2 separate regions of the Pan troglodytes genome follow, and region 1 is linked to region 2. A link is a contact called in public capture Hi-C data. All regions are on one chromosome and are shown on one strand. Each heading gives the region's core, a stretch centred on a gene start, on an enhancer-like site or on the middle of the called end of the contact. The rest is flanking DNA. Distances are from core to core; before and after follow the strand shown.

Region 1 (6,427 bases), core at 1,560-4,059, 130 kb after region 2:
TGAGTGGGTGACAGAGCAAGACCTTGTCTCAAAAAAAAAAAAAAGGGAGGAGTCACTTTGTAGTGATAATAATTGTGAGGATGAACAAATGTATATATAATATGTAAAGTGCCTTACACAGTGCCGTGGTGCATGAACGCCCAGTAAATTCATTCATTTGTTCATTTGTTCATTCAACACATTTTTATTAAGCACCTACCATAAGCCAGCTTCCTGGGCACTGGGAATATAATGGTGAGCAAAGACAAACTCCTTGCCCTCATAGAGCTTACATTCTAGTAGACAAGACAGACAATAAACACCTAAAGTAAAAAATGTAAATATAAAATAAGAGCAGGTAGTGATGAAATATAAACTAGGCTAAGGGGAGGTGGGAGGTTGAAAGGTGGACTATTTTGGACAGGGAGGTCAGATAAGCCCTTTCTGGCCGGGCACAGTGGTTCACGCCTGTGATCCCAGCACTTTGGGAGGCTAAGGCAGGCAGATCACCTAAGGACAGGAGTTTGAGACTAGCCTGGCCAACATGGTGAAACTCTGTCTTTACTAAAAATACAAAATTAGCCAGGCGTGGTGGTGAGTGCCTGTAATCCCAGCTACTCAGGAGGCTGAGGCAGGAGAATCGCTTGAACCTGAGAAGTGGAGGTTGCAGTGAGCCAAGATCATGCCACTGCACTCCGGCCTGGGTGACAGTGCCAGACTCTGTCTCAAAAAAGAAAAAAAAAATAGATAAGGCCTTTCTGAGGAGGTAGCAACTAAACAAAGACCTGAATGAAGTGAAGGAGTGGTGAGCCATGCAAATATGTGGCCAAAGAGCTTTCCAGACCAAAGGATCAGCACATCCAAAGGCCCGGAGACAGAACATGCTGGTATGATGGAAGGACCCTGAGGAAGGCCATGTGGCAGGAAGGAAGTGAGTAAGAGGTAGGGTGGGTGGAAGAGATACAGTCAGGGACAGGTCACTTGGAGCCTATGGGCCACTACGTGGACTTTAGACACTGTTTTAAAGGAAAAGAGAAGCCATGGGGATGTGGGGGAGAGGGGGTTGAGCGGAGGAGTAACTTCTGATTTTGTGCTAGGTGTTAGGTATGGCTCCAGCCTCCCAGCGCCACCCAATCTAATGAGAGGAGATGACTGTTATGCTTTGTTTTGAGACAGAGTTTCGCTCTTGTTGCCCAGGCTGGAGTGCAATGGCACAATCTGGGCTCACTGCAAACTCCACCACCTGGGTTCAAGCGATTCTCCTGCCTCAGCCTCCTGAGTAGCTGGGATTATAGGCATGTGCCACCACCCCTGGCTAATTTTGTATTTTATTTTATTTTTTAGTAGAGATGGGGTTTCTCCATGTTGGTCAGGCTGGTCTTCAACTCCTGACCTCATGTGATCCTCCCGCCTTGGCCTCCCAAAATGCTGGGATTACAGGCGTGAGCCACCCCGCCCAGCCAGAGGAGATGACTGTTAAACAACCAGTGTGGTAAGTGAAACAATAGACAAATCAGAATGCTAGGACTTCCTATGCCAGGCACTCTTGGAAGGCTGTGACTTCTTTTATGTCATTTTCACAAGTGTCTCATGAGGGAGGTACCGTTACTTTCTCCCCTGTTCAGATGCAGAGACTGAAGAGCAGAGGGGTGAAGTAGCCCAAGGCCACCCTGCTGGTAAACGCTCCCAGCTGATTCCCTCGGGGAGGCAGGGGGAGACCTGTTTAGAGATAACCCAGAGAGAGAATGGTGGCTTGGAGGATGGTGGCAGATGTGGAGATGGTGGGAACTGATAGGATTCTGGATCTGTTTTGGCAGAGGTGGTGAGAACAGATCCAATCATTTGAATGTACACCTTTAATTTTCAATACACGGCCGGGCACGGTGGCTCATGCCTGTAATCCCAGCACTTTGGGAGGCCGAGGTGGGCAGATCACCAGGTCAGGAGATCGAGACCATCCTGGCTAACACGGTGAAACCCCATCTCTACTAAAAACACAAAAAATTAGCCGGGCGTGGCGGCGGGCCCCTGTAGTCCCAGCTACTCGGGAGGCTGAGGCAGGAGAATGGCGTGAACCCGGGAGGTGGAGCGTGCCGTGAGCCGAGATCGTGCCACTGTACTCCAGCCTGGGCAACAGAGCGAGACTCTGTCTCAAAAAAAATAAAAATAAAAATAAAAAATTTTCAATACGATTTTGCTGCTGGATCAGATGTAGGGTAGGAAATAAAGAAGCCAAGAATGAGCCCAAGATTTTCGGCCTGAGCTACCAGGTAAATTGAATCTTTACTGAGATGAGGAAAGCTGTAGGAAAAGCAGTCTGGGAGAGAAACCGAGACTTCGGCTTGGTTAAAACATGTAAAAATACGTGTTTACGGAATGAATGAAAGCAGCCACCGAATGCTGGGCACCCACCCTTCTCACGCTCTTTTATCGCAGTGGAGGGACATCTGTGGTTAAAATGGTTGAAAAGTGCTTTTTAGTCAAGTCTTTTTCACACACACGCCTCACCCCCACCCCTGGGTTCCAGAGAGAGAGGCCCATAGCTGTGTGACCTTCTCACTTTGTTTTTACACCTTTAACTTTGTTTTGGCAGCTTTGACCTGAAGGCAGCAGTTCCAACCCGGTTTGTATTCCTGGGTCAAGGAGAGGCTTCCTGCCTGGAACTCTTCCCCTGGCTCCCCTTGAACCCCCCATCCCTGGGCTTTTCTTTGTATGTAGATCACGGTCCTGTGGTCCCTGGCAAAGGCAGAGGTGGGTTGGGGGCCTGCAGGGCTGGGAAGTGTGAAGTTTCTCCGCTGTTAGAGGAAGCCCGGGTGATTCAGTGAGCTGGGCGCTATCATTAGGAAGGAAAACATCACGTAGCGGGGGATCTCTATCCGGGCCATTTGTCTGCCTGCTCCCTCCCCAGGGAGGTCTTCCCAGAGGCCTGGCAGCCCCTTCCTGCTCTTTTGCTTAAGCCGTGTGACAGGCGTCTTTAGTTCTGAAAAACTCTAGACCTGTAGATCCAGTTCATCCCCGTCTTGTGTTATTTGAGCAATTCTTGCAGATTTTTCTTTGGTCTCTTTTACGGTGTGCATGTGCATGTAAGGACTAAGTCCGGGAAGCCTGCTAGGAAAAACCACAGTTGAGGCTCAGATCTCCAAATTTCAAACCAGGTTTCAGCTCAAACATCACTTTCTAAGAGAGGCCTTCCCTGACCACTACCTGCATCATTTGCTACCTTGTTACCGGACTTAATTTCCCTGCAGCATTTTTTTACTCTTTAAAATTATCCTGACCATCTATTTCTTACGTACCTGCTTCTTGTCTGCCTCCTTCACTCTAGAATGTATGCACCCTCCATGATGGTCTTGCTCCTTACACAGCCTGAGCCCAGGCCTGTGCCTGGTACATACTGGGCCCTCAGTCAAGGTTAGTTGACCTGGTTGACCTTGACCTGGTTGACCAGCTGTAAGGCCCTCGGGGAAGGCCAGTCAGCAGGCACTACCTCTGCTCTTGTTTGGATCTCTGCTTACTATAAGAGGATCTGAGTTATAATTTTTCCTTTTTCAGCTGTGGAGCTTCCCTGACCCTTTATCAGCAGGCAGTGGGGACTCTGGGGAGCTTTATCAACTCTATGCAAGAGAGAAAGCCACTTTTGTCCCTCCTTTTCCCCTCGAGAGCTTCTCACATCATCTCAGCCTCTGCCTTCCTGTGTCTCTCTAGATCTGTGCTCTTAATTTGTCCCCACCCCACATATCACTGTGGTTCTCCCCGTCTGTCTGCCCTCCGTTTCTCTATTTCTGTCTCCCTCTCCTCCTCCTTCTCCCTCAGCTCTATGTTGTCTTTCCTTTATTGAGTTCTTACCTCATGGTAAATGCTATACACAGACTCTCACTGACCTCTGACAAGAGTCCATGTGAGAGAGGTCATTATTACCCCCATTTTCCAGATGGGGAAACTGAGATGTGGGGAGACTCCTTTAGTGTCAAAGCACTGCTTGCAGGTTCTTGGGTTTTTTCTTATCCCAAGGTCAGAGAAACTTGGGGAAGTCAGAGCTAGAAGGTGAGAGACAGCTACAAACTGCCTCCACCAGGTCATCTGTGTCATCTGCTAACTTCAGCAGATCCTTTTTGGGGAAGAGGTGGTAAGGAAGATGGGAATAAAGCTTTCTTCTTATTCAGTCTACCAGAAATATGAGCTCTTCAAACTTTAACATGGAGGCAGAAGGGCCAGAATGAATCAGGTTAAACCATGATCTCCCAGACTGCGTTTTCAAGAGACGTGTGGGGCAGCCTTGGAAATAGCTACTCCCCAGCTCGCCTGGCCTGGATAAGTTATTGTTAAAGAGTAAAGGGAAATGATCCTAATGGATTCCGCTTCCGGCCTCCCCCATGGAGTGGGCTGGTAACCGTTATTTACAAGGCTGGCTTATTCATGGCCACTGAAGCTAGGAGAGGCAGGATGGAGACAGAATCCAACAAATGGTTTATTTATATCTACATCCCAGACCTCAAAAGGAAAATTCCCATACTTAGACATTCCTAGATGGCCTGCGACACAGGATATTTAAAGTAACAATGGGCCAAATTCTTGCTCACATTTTTGGCAGGGCTCCAGTCTGAAAGTCCACAAGAGAAAGACTTGGGCTGTATAACATGGAGGGAGGGGGGACTGTTTCTAATTTGAGACCTGTTTAAGATCTGACTTCCCCCTCCTTCCTGGAGTTACAAGGAAAATATGATTTTGATTTTAGAGACAACATTCCATGTGATCCACTTTGGAAGATTTTAGAAGTTGAAGCTCTGTGCCCTCCCCCTTGCCTTTGAGAAAAAGGGGGTTGTTAAAAGAACTAATAGAACACACTTTGAAAAACCCTAGAACTCCTCTTCCATTTCTTCTACCTGAGTCAGGGGTTGGCGAGGGGAATAGCCACTACCTATGGGCAGTCTAGTAGCCAAACCCTCTGAATGCTGCAGATGACCATATAGAGCTGAATATGGTTGTCTACAAAATAGTCATTGAGCCATTTAAAACATGTCTTTGTGACATTAATTCCAAGGAAAATCTCAGGAAGGGTTTTTAATGGTGACTTATTAGCCTGGGCAACATAGCAATGTAAAAAAATCAATTAAAAAAAAATTAGGGCCAAACATGGTGGCTCACGCCTGTAGTCCCAGCTACTCGGGAGGCTGAGACAGGTGAATCGGTTGAACCTGGGAGGCAGAGGTTCTGGTGAGCCAAGATCACGCCATTGCACTCCAGCCTGGGCAACAGAGCAAGACTCCATCTCAAAAAAAAAAAAAAATTAGCCAGGTGTGGTGGCAGGTACCTGTAATCACAGCTACTTGGGAGGCTGAGGCAGGAGAATCGATTGAACCCAGGAGGTGGAGGTTGCAGTGAGCCAAGACTGCGCCACTGCACTCCAGCCTGGGCAACAGAGCAAGACTCCATCTCAAAAAAAAAAAAAAAAAAAAAAAAAAATTAGCCGGGTGTGGTATCACACACCTGTATTCCTAGCTACTCCGGAGGCTGAGGTGAGAGGACTGTTTGAGCTCAGGAGTTTGAGGCTGCAGTGAGCTATGATTGTGCCACTGCACCCCAACCTGGTGACAGAGTGAGACCCTGTCTCTAAAAAACAACAACAAAAAATAGTGACTTATTGTACTTATAGTCAAGGTGAATTTTTTTCCAATAACTTTATTGAGGTATGATTGACATATAAAAAGCTGTGCATATTTAATATACACAATTCAATGAGTTATGACCTTCCCAACCCTATGATAATTCTAAACACCAGCCTTGTAAAGAAATAGAAAAATGTACTAGCTCTGTAAGTTAGGAAGCCTTTGGCTGCCAGTCATAAAAATTATCCAGCTCACCCAGCGTGGTGGCTCATGCCTGTAATACCAGCACTTTGGGAAGCTGAGGTGGGTGGAACACCTGAGGTCGAAAGTTTGAGACGAGCCTGACTAACATGGAGAAACCCCATCTCTACTAAAAATACAAAATTAGTCGGGCATGATCGTGTGCATCTGTAATCCCAGCTACTTGGGAGGCTGAGGCAGGAGAATTGCTTAAACCCAGGAGGCAGAGGTTGCGGTGAGCCGAGATCGCCCCATTGCACTCCAGCCTGGGGCAACAAGTGCAAAACTCCATCTCAAAAAAAAAAAAAACAAAACAAAGAAACTTCCCAGAAGTCCCCCCAGATTTCCCCTCACCTCCCATCGGCCTGCACTGCATCACATGCCAACACCTGGTACAGTCACATTTGTTAAGACTCCTCTGGGTTTTACAGCTGGAGACGTGAATAGGGTTATTCTTCCCTGAGTCACATGGGAAGGGGGTGAACTCCAGAACAAACGTGGGGCAGCAATAAAAAATGAAGGATAGCTATCAACCAAGGTGTCTGCCACAGTGGCTGTGATCGAAAAAATGTGGAAGCAATGTAAATGTCTATCAGTGGGGG
Region 2 (6,680 bases), core at 4,036-6,535:
CTGAAACTCTGGCCTCTTTTTTGCTTAGTCCATTTGTATTACATTACAAGACTTGCCATGTACTATCTTTGTATGGATTTAGGTATTCGAAGCAGCCTTTGAACTTCTTATCCTTTGCTTTGTTTCTTTCTGCACTGGCCTTACATTCTCTGCTCTTTTCCCTGCCCTTTCCATGTCTTCTTTGCCGCCCTCTCCACACCTCCCCCTTCCCCTACGTTTCCAGTGCTGCTTAGATCACTCTTGTTACTTCTCTGTCCTAAATTCCTACACAACTGTAGATAGGGCCATTTTCTCAGTGGCCACTCTCCCTTTCCTTTCTCCAAATCTTAACCCTGGGCCATTTGAACCCTAGTTACTTCTTTTTTTTGTTTTGTTTTTGTTTTTTTTGTTTGTTTGTTTTGAGACGAAGTCTCACTCTTGTCCCCAGGCTGGAGTGCAATGGCGTGATCTTGACTCACTGCAACCTCCGACTCCTGGGTTCACGCGGTTCTCCTGCCTCAGTCTCCCGAGTAGCTGGGATTACAGGCGCCTGCCACCGTGCCCGGCTAACTTTTGTATTTTTAGTAGAGATGGGGGTTTCACCATGTTGGTGAGGCTGGTCTCGAACTCCTGACCTCAGGTGATCTGCCCGCCTCGGCCTCCCAAAGTGCTAGGATTACAGGCGTGAGCTACCGCGCCCGGCCTAACCCTAGTTGCTTTCTATCTTCCCATTCCATCTAGCCGCATCCAACAAGAAAACCACATGCCTGCTTTCTCTTCCTGAAGCTCTCCAAGGAACGTTCCTGTATGCCCCTGGATAGATGGTTCCAGCCTGTGTCTGTGCCCCCCAACCCAGTCCTACCAATCCAAGCCTGCCCAGATAGGGCCTGCCTGTTTTCCCCTTTATTGGGGGATCTGGGGAGCTTTTCACAGTGGTGGCATTTGTCACAGTGTTCACAGGCTCACCTCTTCATGCCCCTTCAGTACTAGTTTGGCTTGGCCATTAAACAGAAAGCATTGGGGTGTCCTCTGCTCTTTGTTCTCTCTCACTATATAGATCACCTCCAATGGCATCTGCATGAATCTATGACAACTCTCGGGCCTCCATGGAGAAGCACCTGGCTAGTCCCAAATTTCATAATCTTTCTGATGCTTCTGAATTACCTTCCACAAAACACTAGGATTCTATAAACTTTTAATTGGAATTTTATCTTTTAAAAACAGCCTTAATCATGTAATAAGATGTATTTTCAAATATGTGTTCAATTGTGTGGTTATTTGTGATCTCATTTACAGACATGAACAAATACTAAAACAATATATAAATAAATTTACTCAGAGTATTTGGGATCTCAGATTTTGTTTTACAAAAAGGGTTCTGCAGCTGAAAAAAAATGGCTTGAAAACCACTGCCCTAAGTAAACACTCAACTCATCTCTTACTTTGCCTAAAACTGTTAGACCGTTATACATTTTTTTTCCTCCGTCAATCTTACAGGGGTTTCAAAATGTCCTGATTTTGCAAAACTTACGAGCACATCTAAAAAGTCACTTTCTAAGCCACTATCTCCAAAAATCAGCTGTTTGTTCTTTTTCAGACTTGTTTTTGTGAATTTATTATTTTTACATAGGTAGTACTAGCATACTGGCACAGCCCAGTGAGATGAGGTCTCTTAAGCCATTCTGTTTATATCAGATGTTAAATTTTTTAAATAGTCTTTGCTGCACTGTAGATTATCTTGTCTTTTTCTGCTTTTCAACTCGTTCTGACAAATGCCCCATGAGGTTTTTGTTTTTGTTTTTTGAGACTGAGTTTCACTCTTGTTGCCCAGGCTGGAATGCAACGGTGCCTTCTCGGCTCACTGCAACCTCCACTTCCCGGGTTCAAGTGATTCTTCTGCCTCAGTCTCCCGTGTAGCTGGGATTATAGGCGCCCGTCACCACATTCGGCTAATTTTTATATGCTTAGTAGAGACGGAGCTTCACCATTTTGGCCAGGTTGGTCTCGAACTCCTGACCTTAAGCGATCCGCCCTCCTCGGCCTCCCAAAGTGCTGGGATTACAGGTGTGAGCCACCACAACTGGCCTCGATGATTTTTTTTTTTTTTTTTTTTTTTTTGAGAAGGAGTTTCGCTCTGTCGTCCAGGCTGGAGTGCAGTGGCGCAATCTCGGCTCACTGCAAGCTCCGCCTCCCGGGTTCACGCCATTCTCCTGCCTCAGCCTCCTGAGTAGCTGGGACTACAGGCGCCCGCCACCGCACCCGGCTAATTTTTTGTATTTTTAGTAGAGACGGGGTTTCACCGTGGTCTCAATCTCCTGACCTCGTGATCCGCCCGCCTCGGCGTCCCAAAGTGCTGGGATTACAGGCTTGAGCCACCGCGCCCAGCCGATGATGGTGTTTTTAAAGCCAACTTCTAATACCTCTTTTTTCCATTGCTTCATTGCCAAGAGGAATAATTAGACTGTTGCAACAATTATGACAAAGGCGTCCTATACCCTTGGTCTTCTTTCATCCATAGGGCATCCAAAAGAGACCTGGTTTCTCTGTTGATTGGAAGTTCACATCAAATTCCTTGACCCTGGGATTAAACCTACAGTAAACATGTATATTTGTGTGTTGCAGATGCGTATCATAGATGGATAGTAATGAATACCATTTATTGAGCATTTATCATGTGCGAAGTACTCTGCTTTCTTCTTCACAGGTACATTTAATCATCTCCCCAACCCTTTGAGGTAGGGAATACTGTGATCCTTGTTGTATATTTTTAAAAAAATGGAGACTCATGTTAACTGACTTGCCCCTTACCGTCCTTAAGTGGGGAGGCTGGGATTAATTTGGTTTGTGTTGTTAGAGCATGAACACTTTAACAACAATAGAACACTCATCATCTTTCCTGTGTGTGCACCTGCTTCCATTTCTTTTTATTCTCCTGTCCCTTCTTGATCTACACTTTAACACATTCCTTTCTCTTCCCACAGGATTCCCTTTATTGAAGGTGGGAATGGGGGGGGGGGGATTCTGGACTGCAGGCACAGGACATCTGCCCTCCCACAGCAGCCTGAGATGTTTTCTTCTTTGTGCATGTTCCCCATGAAGTGGGCTCATACCCCTCCATCAGTGTGCCTCCCCACCTCACCTGGAGCGTGGCTTCAGTGCCCCCACCGCCACCCCCCGCTTGTACTGCAGGGTTTTTTTTATCCTTTCTCTAAGCCAGTGAGATAGGCACAGCTGATAGTATGAATCTTTCTAGCTAAGAGTCAGATCAAGTGCTGGACAGAGACATGACAAGTTCTCTCAATTAAGCAAAATGGTATCTCGAGACAGGATTTCAATTCTAATTTCATATTAATAGCTTACATTTATTCAACATTTATTGTGTTCAAGTGCTGCTACAGTCCTTTTCACGCAGAATCTTTTAACCCTCCAGAATTGAACAGCAACAGCGCTATTATCCCTATTTTACACTAAAGGAGCTGGCTCCCAGAGAGGTCAGGTCACCCGGTGGACGGAGCAAGAATCCAAATCAAGACATTCTTGACCACTAACCAATACTTCTCCCCCTACCATCATCCCTGCCCCCACCCCTTTTTATTTTACAAAGTTAACCCATGTTTATTATGGAACATCTTAACTCTGATTTTTAGAAATCTGCCTTCTGTCAATAGCGCAAAATAGAGTGTTTATTAGCCTCTTAAAATGCCAGCAATTGTAATGTATACAGATGTGAACCTTCATGGGAAGAGTGTGTCTTTATGTTAGAGAAGAGTGAGTAAAGCTGCCCAGTTGAGGTCATATATATTGAGTTATCTGCAGGAAATATTCATTTAGATTTGAGAAGTTATGACTGTTATCAGTCTCATCCTTTAAATTTAACTTTTATTTTTTATACTCAATATTTAGATCAAAATCTGTTGCAAATCTGAAAGGAAGCTATAATCATTTACTGTTATCAATATACCTTTCTAGTAGCCTTATACATAAATGCTCGAACCTAGTCCTTCTCACACTTTAATATGCATACAAACTACCTGGGAAGCTTAATAAAATGCAGGTTCTAGTTTAGGAGGTCTAGGCTGGGGCTTGTGATTCTGCATTTGTAAAAACTTCCCAGGTGATGACCAAACTGCCTGGCCAGAATCAAATTTTCATGAGCAAGTCTCTAATCCACATTAATATTCAAGAAAAAAAATTAAATTCAAAAGTACAATTTTTTGAATTTACTGGGCCTGATGGCTCACATCTGTAATCCCAGCACTTTGGGAGGCCGAGGTGGGCAGATCACCCGAGGTCAGGAGTTCGAAACCAGCCCGGCCAACATGGTGAAACCCCATCTCTACTAAAAATACAAAAATTAGTTGGGCATGGTGGCACGCGTTTGTAGTCCCAGCTACTTGGGAGGCTCAGGCAGGAGAAACTTGAACCCAGGAGGTAGAGTTCGCAGTGAGTAGAGATCACACCGCTGCACTCCAAAGTGAGACTCCATCTCAAAAAAAAAAAAAAAAAAAAAAAAAAAAGTAGAACTTTACAAACACTACAGTGCATTTTCTAGAAAATTTTTTCTAGGCCGGGCGCGGTGGCTCACGCCTGTAATCCCAGCACTTTGGGAGGCCGAGACGGGCGGATCACGAGGTCAGGAGATCAAGACCATCCTGGCTAACACGGTGAAACCCCGTCTCTACTAAAAATACAAAAAAAATTAGCCGGGCATAGTGGCGGGAGCCTGTAGTCCCAGCTACTCAGGAGGCTGAAGCAGAAGAATGGCCTGAACCCGGCAGGCAGAGCTTGCAGTGAGCCGAGATTGCGCCACTGCACTCCAGCCTGGGTGACAGAGCCAGACTCTGACTCAAAAAAAAAAAAAAAAAAGAAAAAGAAAAATTTTTCTAAATCTCCATTGTTAAGAGATCACTGTGAGGTAGGGTAGGGAGTGTGGGGAAAGATTGGGGCCCCCAGGTTTGAAGATCAGCTTGGTCTTGCCTGTGTGCATGTATCTGATAAAAAGCAGGAAAAGTTTGTCTCTTCCCCACCCTCACTTCCACCCACTGTGAGGCTTGCTCATGTCCAGATTGGGCTCAGGATGGCAGTTGTGGATGCTCAGAGCACAAAAGGCTTCTTGTTTGCCCAAGGGTCTATCAGTGTTTAAATAGAACTGGCGGAAGCACAAGCACACCGTATCAGCAGCTTATCAGGGACCGTGGTTTTCCACGTACATTTGCTAGGCACTTCAGTTTACCCAACTCCATCAGCACTGAGTTAAATTGCAAGGTTGGGCTGTACTACGCTGAGCCAGGGCAGGGAGAACAAGCCAGTTACTGGGGATGAGGGTGTCGGGGGGGCCCTCAAGACCTTATTTGCATTCTGCCCACATAGAGAATAAAGCTGTGATAGCCTGTGTACTAAGAGGCACCCAAAGAGAACCAGTCAGTCTTAGGAATGCACCCGGAAGGTGGGATGAGTCCAGGCCTCCCTATGGTGGAAGTAGTTGGAGATACCTCTTGTTACCCTGGTTTTCCATCTTAGTTTACCAGGTGTATAGTCAGTGCGGGTTATGGTTAAAGGAGGTGTCAATTGGGGGCCTGTTAATGTCTTAAAATTGTATGCAGTTTTGGGGTTTGCAAATGTGTCTGCATGCATATTTCTCTGGGAGCTGACCTATGAATCAAAGGACTAAATGTTCTTGTACTATTCGGGCTGCATCTTCTTTGAGGGTAATCTTCAGGGCAGATACATGGGTAGCCTACTTTAGAAATGAGGCCTTTGCAATTATAATCACTCCTACTTTCTAAGCACTTGCTATATGCCAGGTGCTGTGCTGAATGCTTTATAAATGTTATCACATTTAATTCTCAGAAAATCTTATGAGATAGGAATTTTTATTTCTAAAAGAGTTATAATTTGCCCATGATCACAGAGCTAAGTAAATGATAGAGCTACGATCGGAACTTCAACTTTCTGATTCCATGTCTGTTAGCACTGTGGAAGGCTGTCTTTGGCATTTTAATATACTTATCAAGTGTTTCATATACATTGGTTAATTTGTCCAACTGCCACAGAGTGGGATGGGTGGCTCTTTTTCCTAAACTGTGGCCATCTTTTCCCCAAAGTGTAGCCTTCATGAATTTTGCCCTATTTATATATCACCTATGCTATTAAGTTACCTACCATTTAAAATTTTTAATTAAATGTGTTATTTCTTACCCTCATTCCTAAATAATAGCCATGGAAAAACCATTGATGTGCTAATTTTTTTTCTTGAATCCACACTAAAATAACTACATAACCATTAAAATGAAAAATGCATTAGCCAGGTGCGGTGGTGCGTGCCTGTAGCCTCAGCTACTCGGGTGGCAGAGGGAAAGAATCGCTTGAACCTGGAAGGCGGAGGTTGCAGTGAGCCGAGATTGCACCGCTGTACTCCAGCCTGGGCAACAGAGGGAGACTTCATCTCAGAAAAAAAAAAAAAATGCTATGTTTTAATACTACTTAATATCATGTAGAGTGCCATCAGTGTATTGGTGCCATGCTTTAAAAAACCCTAATGTGTGATTTAAAGACTACATGTCTATATTGCAGCAGAATTGTGGGTAAACTAAAATACCCCCTCATGCCACCCACCCCAGACAGCCCTTCTGGCACAGGGACAGGCTAGGGTCATGGAGAGTGGTGCTAAGATCATCAGAGAGGAGGCTGGGTTTGACTCC

Evidence for each region. Capture Hi-C pulls out chosen DNA fragments and counts their contacts.
Region 1: a contact with region 2 is called in a capture Hi-C map of stem cell-derived neural stem cells, with 3 times the contacts expected there. The contact joins two enhancer-like sites. A contact is called at or near these places in 2 of 7 Hi-C or Micro-C datasets (both in induced pluripotent stem cells) and 1 of 1 other capture datasets (stem cell-derived neural stem cells).

Annotation. Positions count from the first base shown.
Region 1 is chr4:140,009,527-140,015,953 of NHGRI_mPanTro3-v2.0_pri, forward strand. No RefSeq gene overlaps it. Among named protein-coding and RNA genes, the nearest start is that of SPRY4, 31 kb to the right of the region's middle. Within about 2 kb of position 2,810, at least 3 of the 24 cell types and tissues checked have an H3K27ac peak or open chromatin away from gene starts, as enhancers often do. A contact at or near this core is called in stem cell-derived neural stem cells, where this site is marked.
Region 2 is chr4:139,879,511-139,886,190 of NHGRI_mPanTro3-v2.0_pri, forward strand. No RefSeq gene overlaps it. Among named protein-coding and RNA genes, the nearest start is that of NDFIP1, 56 kb to the left of the region's middle. Within about 2 kb of position 5,286, at least 4 of the 24 cell types and tissues checked have an H3K27ac peak or open chromatin away from gene starts, as enhancers often do. A contact at or near this core is called in stem cell-derived neural stem cells, where this site is marked.